Linked DNA regions of Anas platyrhynchos: region 2 is linked to region 1. The links are chromatin contacts, called in public Hi-C maps. All regions are on one chromosome and are shown on one strand. The core of a region is the stretch at or near the end of the contact, and the rest is flanking DNA. Distances in the headings are between cores, read along the strand shown. Region 1 overlaps SETX (senataxin). Region 2 overlaps POMT1 (protein O-mannosyltransferase 1).

Region 1 (5,153 bases), core at 1,409-3,908:
AAATCAGACTTTTCTTCAGTTTTCTGGGTAATGTTATGGACCTGGTGTACTTGGGACTATGTGCTCTTTAAGAAGGTAGATCGGGTAAAAGATTTTTTTTTTTCTGCAGCGTGGCACATCATACCACAGTGCTTCATAAGCATTATTTTTCTCAGACTTATTGGAGAAGTGTCAGCTTACATACGGCCTAAAATTTAAGCAAAAGCATAGAAGTTAAGCAATGCTAAGTCTTGTTTTTTTTAAAGTTAAAGCCATCATATTTAAACAATCCAGTTATGCAGCTTTATAGAACTACAGTTGGAATCAAGAAAAGTGTATTGTCTTCGTTTTACTGCCCAAAATAAGGTTATAATAGGGAAACTGCAACAGAAAATGAGTTTGTCCATTCATTCTTAATGACTTAATGCAGTTATTGTAACAGTTGTTCTATTTCCTCGATGTGTTTTCCTTCATCTTTTATAGAACGAAAGCCAGGTGACCGTGACCAGGATATTCAGAAGAAAAAAGCAGCTCTGGATCAAAAGCTGGACGAGCTGTCTCGTCAGCGTGCCATGCACAGATGTGAAAAGAGAGAGGTAATATATAAGATGATGGTATTTTTAATCCTGTTTGTGTTTATGTATTTAAAAATGTATCCAAAGAGTAAAGAACTCTTCCTTTAAGCCATCTCTGAAATGGAATGAGGAACTTATATATCATAAATTTTGTCTGTTTATCCTAGTATTCTCAGCTGCTCGGTCATGGAACCTATGGCTCTAGGGCTGAATAGTCATCTTACGGTTTTATCACCACTTGATTTCAGTGTAACCATATTTATAAGGCTTAATGATTTAAAATCATTGTTTACTTCAAAGCTTTGTTTTTGTTTATGTGGAAGTAAGTAGTAAGGCAACCTAATATCTGAGACTTTGGGATATGTTTTGCACTTGAAATTTTCAATTTAGTTGCTTTAAAAATAGGCATTTGTGTTGAAATTGTAGATTTTTTTTACTGGTAAACCATTTTTCTGTTTGCACAGGAATGTGAGAATGTAGTATTGAGTATGGAAGGAAAAAAGGTATATGGCAAATGTGTGTTAATTATTCTTGATATTTATGTGGTTTCTTTTTTGCCTACACAGAATCAAATGATAGATGATGAAATTGGCAGACTTTCAAAGGAGAGACAGCAGCTTGCTTCTCAACTAAAGGAGGTAGGAATTCATTTTCAGGGCAGCTCTTGATTAAACCTCAGCTAATGTGTTTGTATACTCTGTATCCTTTAATTGTAGTGTGGTGTAGAGTTGGATTTGATGTAGCTGGGAGCATTTTGTAAATCAAGTAGTAAGTAAAGAGATAAAGAAGATAAACTGAGTAAGTTATGTTTAGTCTGGTATGAGGTACAGGTGCGCTCTGGCTCTGTTTTGGGGAGGGGAAAAAATGTGGATATGTTAATTCACTCTTAACAGATGAGGGTAAATTTAAAAGGAAACACAGCATGCTGCACAAAGGAGATGATAAAAATGTACCCACTATCCTCATGTACTAGGATCTATCTTCGTCACTGCTTTCAAGTCCATTATGGTCCTACTGGAGCTGAGATGTTTAAACCTTTCTAAGAAAAGTGGTGGCTTCAAGCTGACTTTTGTGACTTTTGTTTGTAGTCATGGAGATGAGTTCCACTGGGTTGATGTATACAAATGATTTGTTTGGCAGTTAGAATTGTCCAGGCAGTTAGAGATTGCTGTAAGTTGATTCAAAAACACTAAAATAAAAGAGGAGACATGGTGTCCTGTTGCACTTGAAGGTTCGGGGACACTCTCAGAAAGTACAGACAGATATCATCTTGGAGTCCGACATAATCTGCTGCACGCTGAGCACAAGCGGAGGAAATCTCATGGAGCATGCGTTTTGGCGGCAAGGACTTGATCCTTTCAGCTGTGTCATCGTGGATGAGGTCAGTAAAGCTATTTAGACTTGCAGCTTGTTCCACGTTTAAAGTGTGCCTTGTTCTTTGCTTAGGTTACTTGAGACTGGCTGCTGTTATAATATGTTGTGGGTCAACTGCTTCATTCCCACATTTTAACTGGTAACCAGCCTGTCCTGCCATGTAGAGCAAAGAGAAGAAAAAGTAACTACTAATTGCTTCTTTTGCTGATTCTTTGGTGCTTTTATGGCAGACATCTTTTACTTTAAAAATTGTGGCTGAAGTGTGGTTCTTGCTATAGAGATTTCTACGTGGTCGGGTTATATTTTTATGTTTGGAAAGCTCTGCCTGTTTAATAATAAAAGAAAAATCTGTTTGGAGTTTTCATTAGGGAAAAATCCTTCTATTTATTTTTCTCTTTTTTAAGAAAACTTTAAAAAGCATTCCAGAGTTAATTCTGACTGTATTACAGGAAACTTACCATACTTGCCTCCACTCTTTTGGTTACAACTTCTACTTTCTTGTCCTGTTTATGTGTACAAAAGGCAGGGCAGTCCTGTGAGGTTGAAACACTGATTCCACTGATTCATCGCTGTAACAAACTCGTCCTTGTTGGAGATCCCAAACAGCTCCCTCCTACTGTAAAATCAGTAGTAAGTGTTCAGACTATTTTTTCTTACTATCTATTGGGTATAGTACAAGAACAGTATGAAAAATGTGTAAAAGGGTAAAAGACAACTTCAGTGGCACGTCCCACTACGTATCAGATTACAGCATTTTACCCTGCCAAGCAATTCTTGTTTAGTCTGGTATGTGGAGACCGTATCAATGCTGTCTTCAGATGTTTGAGTAAAGCTAATGTATAAGTGTGGGTGCAGCTTCTGTAACTTACCTGGCATAGCTTCAAACTAATTTCATACACCAGTAAGAACAGCTACGACAACACAAACTTCAGTGCAGCTTAGTGCTTTGTGGTGGATTTTGTTGCTGCAGGCTCTGTTATATCATTATGTGAGCTTCAGCCAGCATCACGTTCCTTAAGCAGTGGAGGACGAAGACTACCTGTTTGTGTGGGGACTTCCTCACCCTACAGATGCCTTCTAAGGATGAAAACACAGGAACACTTTCTTGTATCCAACAGTAAGGAGGTGTTTTGAACATCTGGTAAAGAAAAGAGTTAAAGCAGTCTGCCTTTTCTAGAAGCACAAATTTTCTGAATGTTGAGTGCTTGTTTAGAGAGATCCCACCTGGAAGATCTTCCTTTTCATCGTTGTTGTGCTTAAAATTTTAGTATGTTGTGACTCAGAAAGGAAAGTTGTCTTACTGAGGACTACACTGACAAAATTCAGATTTATGCTGGTGCTATCTAGTGAGTAAGTAAGACAAAAAAAAAAAACCTGAAGTGCAAATAGTTGTAATTTAATCAGTGATTTAGAACTTCAAAAGAAAATATTGAATGGTTTCAAGTCCAGAAAGCAAATTCCTATTGTTAATTTGGGACCTAATTCCACGGAAATCACGTATGTTTTCCCTCTGGCAGAAAGCTCAAGATTATGGCTATGATCAGTCCTTGATGGCACGCCTGCACAGACACCTGGAAGAGCAAGTGCAGAAGAATGTTTTACGAAGTCTGCCAGTTGTGCAGCTGACTGTGCAGTACAGGATGCACCCTGACATCTGCCTTTTCCCATCCAATTATGTTTATGGCAAGGCTCTAAAGACTGACAGGTGAGTAGCTCTGTTCTGATTTCTGAGCAAGGGGGACTTCAGAGAAGAGTTTCAAATCGGGATTTTTTTTTTAGTCTAAAAACTCTTGGAGTTGTGGGTGAAGTTGCTTAATGGAAGATGACCTGCATTTTGTCTCAATGATAGATACTTAAGTTAACTAAATCACTTAAAATAGAGCATACTCCTTACTACACAGAGTTCATTTTTAGGTCTCAGTATGTGCAGGTAACAGTGAAAATTAAGGGCACTGAAAGCTGAATGTTGCTGGTAATTTAGAATGCTGATGAGAAATAAATGATGTATCAGTTTTTAGGATTTTTTGTGGTTACTTAGTATTAAGATTGTTGTTTACAGAGCAACAGAAGAGAACAGATGTTCTTCAGACTGGCCGTTCCAGCCCTACCTTGTTTTTGATGTAGGAGATGGTCGCGAGGAGCGAGACAATGAGTAAGTCTTGTAATCCACTCTGCCAAATTTTAGACTTGCTGAGAAACAGTTGCCTGCAGAAGCGTTGTCTTCTTTCCTCTTGTTCCCAATATGCATCAAGTAGTCAGAACTGCATTTTCAACTTAATTTTATTTAATTTATGTGTATATATATTTTATTTTATTTTATTTTATTTTTTTTAATAAAAGTAGGTATTAAGTTTTAATATGAAACTAGTTTTAATCCTGCTTTGACTCTTGGGATTCACTTGCATCTAGTAGACAGTCTCTGCTAACTCTAGTAACAGTTTGACTTTCTGATTATTTTATCAGTCATTTGTTTTTCACAGCTGCGTGCCTTGGTAAGGCCAGAAGATGGCAGGCTCAGTCCTCCCCTTTGTATATTCTGTAAGGCAAGCAAAGCTGTATAATTTTAAGGGAACATGAAATGTAGCCCTTTGCTGCTAGCATTCTCATTGTTAGTCCCTTGTCAGGGCCTGTTGGAAAGGTCTTTTGAGTATGTATATGAAGGGGGGTTCCAAAAGTTCAAAATCATGTTTTTGACTCAAAATTCGCCTTCCAGTTGGGCTGAAGAGTCGGATTCAAAAGCTGTCAAACGTAATTCTTTAATGTTTCCATTCTCTCTTGTCTAGGTCTTTTAGCAATCCCCAGGAAGTGAAGCTGGTGATAGAATTAATTAAAACAATTAAAGAAAAACGGAAGGATCTGGGTCTTCGTCGCATTGGAATAATTACCCCTTACAGCGCACAGAAGAAGAAAATTCAAGAAGAACTGGACAGAGTGTTTAAGAATAACGGGTAAAGAAACCACGAGGTTTCAAATGACTCTTAGCTCTTGCCTGTTAGTCCTTTCCTCACCCTTTAATACCATGGCAAAAACTCTCAAACTTCTCTCTGCCAAAATCGGAACTTGGTTAGGCCTTCAGACGGGGATGTTCCAAGCATTTCCTCTTAAAATTGACGTGGCCTTTTCATACCATTTCTTAGTCATTGGTTGTGTTTGTGCTTTCATTATATCCTTTCATTTATGCTTTTTTGCGTAAAGCAGGCTTGAAAGAAAATATAAAGTTCCAAC
Region 2 (4,725 bases), core at 1,041-3,540, 310 kb after region 1:
AATAAATCCCTCCCCATACAGCAAATATTTATTTCTATTATTTTTATATCTAGCACAAAATATCTCAGTAGAAAGTAAATCTGGTGCCTGGAGCTCTTTTACGTCCAGGGAATGACTCAAATGCTATGCTGGCTTTAGGGGGAAAAAGGGGATGCTTTATACTTTTGTGTGTCCCAAATAAAAATGTCAGAGTTAAAGGGCAGGAAAAGGTAATTGCCAAGCACATAGTTGAAAAAAAAAAAGTGGTTTTGGGTCTGTTAAAGTTTAATAGATCAAAAGCCACCCCCAGTGGAGTCAGACCTTCAGGAATGTCATAAATTTTTCTCCTTCGTCGTACCAAGTACCACAGGGACAGACACACATAGATCACAGCAGCAACGTTAGCTGAAGCCCAGGTGAGAACGTTCCCAAGGAGATGGATCTGGGCCTGTTGGATAGAAGATGGTCTAAGCCAGAAGAAGGAATATGCTGCAGTTCTTTTAGGTAAGCTCAAATATTACCTACACGTAGTTGCTAAATTAAACTTCATCTTGTGCCTGGCTAGTAGTCTGATCTTTCCTGGAATGAAGCAAGCAGATAAACTTTGCTGCTTTAAGACTCTTTTGTGAAGTACAGCAGTTAAAATATACTACTGGAGATGAAATCGTCTTCTAAATGGAATTAGTAATGAAAACTATTAAAGTGCAGTTTTCCTTTTTTAAAAAAGTGCAAGATGACATGATTTAATTAAAATAAATCACAGTCATAGCTGTATCACAAGACAAACAAACAAAAAACACGTTCCCACCCCTCAGAAAAAGAATGTTTGCTTTGAAACGTTAAAAATTCTTGGCACAGTACCACCTCCTTGGCTGGAACTGCAACCCTGCTCGCACTCACACATGAACTGAAGCCTGCTTCCTTCACCAGGTTCACATTTTCTCCCACCTCTTGTACTTACACCAGAGGTCGGATGTAGCCAGTAGGCAATATTTGTATCCATTGTGATCCAGTCAAGAGCAGAGGAGCTGTACTTATGCTCCGTGTCTTCATTTTTCAGTGTGAGTATCTTCCACTAGCAAAAAGTAAACAGAAGGCTTTTGGAATTAGAACGATGACCCAGACAGCAGGCATAGATGAACAACTTCAGATTTAAGATGGTAAGTTCCTAACCTGAGATTGGAGAATTATTTTTCATATTTCTTACTGGATATTTATCCATAAAACTGTTTTATTTGTTCTTATATAATGAACTTTTCTTAGTGAATTTCTGAAATGTTAGTAAGGGGCAGCGAGACTAATGACCTTACACAACACAATGCTGCAGTTCAGCTGCAGAGAACTTAGCATGCCCAACTGCTCTTCCTCCCCCCTTTTTTTTTTTTTTTTACACAGTTCTAACAGTAATGACAGTTGTGCTGTCATCTAATGCCCAAGTGCATTCATAATTTATTTGTCTTTTCGGTGAGGAAGCCAAACTACTCTATCAGCAAGGCAGAACCAAGGAATTCTCAGGTTCAGAGTCTGCAGAAAAGCTTTGGTTACTGCAGCAGATGAAAGGATGAAGGGAATAGGAAGTTCACCTGTAATTCTGTGAACTTTGCCATGAAGCTGAGGTTTTTACTTATGTCCATCTGCGTGGGAGAGTGGAGTTCCACTTCCCTCTCTTTTTGCTCTTGGCCTGGAAGAAAACACTATGTCTCAGAAATAACATAACAGCTAGAAACCGAGAAAGGGGAACACCCGTGTGTTATACCCTTAGCTCCTCACACTCCAGGATTTCAGCACTACATCTGGGGGAGCTCTCTAAAGAGACTTGTAAGGATTCTGACATCGGGGTATAATCAAAGCCCACTGAACGGCTGTCTAGACCCACTACTGCGTCTGAGTGTGGACATCCCCATGTCAGTGATCCTGGGAACATCCCCGCTTTGTCTCCAAGGTAATTCCACCAAACTGAGTCCTTCCACCAACGCCCCACTGCAGGAAGCCCTAGCCTTAGTCACAGAAATTAGCTGAACACGAAATTAACAGAACACGGCTGAGACGTACTTTTCCCGTATCTGTGCTCTTCCACATTCCACACCATGCTCTGGTGGTAGCCTTTGGACAGCTTCTCTCCAACCACCTCTAGCTGCCGGTATCCCCACTCAGGTAAAGATGCTCCACTGAGCTGAAAGTGAAAGATGATTTTAAACTTACAGTCGTGCCAATCTGAACCTCAGGCTGGAAGTTCCTAGGCCCTGACTGAGCAGCTGATCACAGCTAGGAAATATGTGAAGAGTCACCATGCAATACCGTTTGAACAAATGCTACAGCCATAAAGTCAGTGATTCTGGCAAGCTTTGAGAAGAGATTCTTCACTGTTCCATCTGCTGTCACGTACTACACGGACTCAGCCCCAATTTCTGAGGCAATATTTAAGGCTCAGTTGTATACAATGGTCACAGCCTTCTCAGAAGCAGGACAGCTCTGCATGCTGTGAAAGAATGAAGCCATGAGTACACTCACCTGAAACACATGCTGCCCTTTCACCATACTGAGCAAGTTTATTGTTTTCTTTATTTGTTTTATGTGGTTTAGGCATTTTGGAGGAGTGTGATCAGTACTTTATGAGATTAGGAATTGCATGGAGGAAAAGCTGTAGGCAAATAAATATAAATCCACTTACCTTTAGCACTGCAGAGGTGTTCACATGAACAAACCTCACTTCTGACAGAATTGTCTTCCACACATCTGTGTCAGACTCCCGATTTACAATTTCCTATGACAGTGAGATGACTTCTGATTAGTATTTTGTCTCAGCTGTTTCTGCTGGAGAACGATGAGCTCCTCCCTTCCCTTTGACTACTCACCACTCTCCAGAGGTTCTGTGCTGGCATGGAGACGTTATAATCAATATAGCAGGAAACTTCTTGGGAGTGGGGGCTAAGAGGGGCAGCAACATCATGCCTGTAAGACAAGAAAAATCAGCATTCACAGATCCTCCAGCACTATTTTCCAAACCTGTTAAAAATAAATTGACCCATAAAGGTAGTGGATTGGCTTAGAGCAGATTCAGTAGTAAAGCAAATAACCCAAGTGAGCCATTCACACAGACTGCACTGTTTACGCGGAAGGAGAACACTCCCTGCTGCTGAGAGCTGCCAGCAGCAGGCACAGAGGAAGCCAATGCAGACAACTGCCATCCTGGGCTGAAGAACAAGCACCGATTGTGACAAACAGAGATGCTGTTCACTTGGGTTTCCAAAAATTAACAGACTAGGTTTGGAAGGGGCATAGCAAAAGCCCAAGCTCAGGATGCCCCCCTTCCTGGTGTGCATGATATTCAAGTACAGGCTGACTCCCTCTGGGCAGCAGTCAGGGCACCATTTCATGCTGCAGCCTCTGCAAAACAGCCAAGAATCTGTGCCAATGAGCCACAGCACAATGAATTCCTGCACATACACATCCTCCTGACTTTCAGAGTGCACCCTATGTGCAGGTGGATGCCACCAAAGTCAGTGGAGCCATTACATGACTTTGCGTTAACAGTCACCCAAAATACTGCCTATTTTGGAGAGGAGGCAGTGAAGGAGGAGAGATGATGGCTCCCCAAGGGCACTCTGTATTTAGAAACCTGAGAATTATCACAAATCGTCAATGAGACTGAATCCACCATTAGCCCTTCTAAAGGCCACCAGTACAGAAGACCAGAAACAGCAAGCAGGCACTGAACGGGGAGTGTTCAGTGACACACACAATTGACTTGACAATCCAATTGTCAAATTAACTGCAGAAAAATAAATAAAGCACAGGGCATCGTTTCCCTGGGGCCCAGGGACTGCCTGTCTAAGTAACCATGTGAGGACCTTCCTAACCCCACCATTTTCAGAATCCACAAATAACAAGGGTGTGTGCAGCGTATCTGAATGCAAGGGTCACTGCACTTCACCCCTGAGCAGTTATTCTGAGACACAACAAAGCAGAACAAGCCACAGGTTTTGGAAGAGCAAAGGATAAGGGAAGGACTCACGTGTTGAGGTACCGAGTCGTGATGCCGTGGACCAGCTGCACGATGTGTCCGTGCCGGACAGGACGGGGTGGGTTACTCACCACCAGCTGCTGCCTGGTGGAGTGACACACAAGAGGAAGTGGTCATGTTCTTCTAAATAATGCAACCTTGTCATGAACAAACCATTAGGTCAAGATGCTGCAGATAGGGATTGACATTCGGGCAGCAAGATGGGAAATCCAGACAATTTGTAGATTGTACCAGAATGGAAAGAAAGCTCATCGTGGCAAAGGCAAGTTAAGGGCAGAATGACTCAGGGGATCAGTGCTGGGATACCGACACCCCAGCCATTCTGTCAGTGGTCAGTCAGGAGCAACTTCAGATTATTCCCACCCAACAGCTGTTTGGTGGCTTCAGTGAGGTCTGACAGGTGTTCTTACTACAGCTGATGGCACTTTTGGCAGGATCACAAGACAGATCAATGACTGCCATTTCCACCATGGAGACCAAGCTCTCATCTTGCTTCTGGACAGGGCTAGTGCATGTTTTGTCCAGGGGGAACACTGCAGTTCACCTAACTGCTGCCTACGCTTTGTTGTTCTATAGAAGAACTTCGCATCCTCCAAGGTTCATGGGAGTCCAGAGCTTGAAGCTAAGAAGATACTGGGTTTCTGTGGATCTCACAAGGAGTCTTGGAGAGTCCCCACATGAAAGGTTTGCATTACGGACAAACTTCCCCAGTGTGGGTATGA

What was found. A called contact is a pair of places that touch in the nucleus more often than the background predicts.
Region 2: a contact with region 1 is called in a Hi-C map of liver, with 3 times the contacts expected there. The contact joins two enhancer-like sites. A contact is called at or near these places in 2 of 8 Hi-C or Micro-C datasets (liver and subcutaneous adipose tissue).

What each region holds. Positions count from the first base shown.
Region 1 is chr18:9,647,588-9,652,740 of IASCAAS_PekinDuck_T2T, forward strand. It overlaps SETX (senataxin), which reads left to right. Exons shown (of 26, transcript XM_038165069.2): 17 at 463-575; 18 at 1,121-1,192; 19 at 1,786-1,935; 20 at 2,451-2,558; 21 at 3,446-3,633; 22 at 3,988-4,080; 23 at 4,712-4,876. Among named protein-coding and RNA genes, the nearest start is that of SETX, 20 kb to the left of the region's middle. Within about 2 kb of position 2,659, at least 4 of the 8 cell types and tissues checked have an H3K27ac peak or open chromatin away from gene starts, as enhancers often do.
Region 2 is chr18:9,960,576-9,965,300 of IASCAAS_PekinDuck_T2T, forward strand. It overlaps POMT1 (protein O-mannosyltransferase 1), which reads right to left. Exons shown (of 21, transcript XM_005013244.6): 13 at 3,995-4,087; 14 at 2,835-2,931; 15 at 2,651-2,743; 16 at 2,032-2,152; 17 at 1,563-1,660; 18 at 941-1,054; 19 at 301-427. Among named protein-coding and RNA genes, the nearest start is that of POMT1, 9.9 kb to the right of the region's middle. Within about 2 kb of position 2,291, at least 1 of the 8 cell types and tissues checked has an H3K27ac peak or open chromatin away from gene starts, as enhancers often do.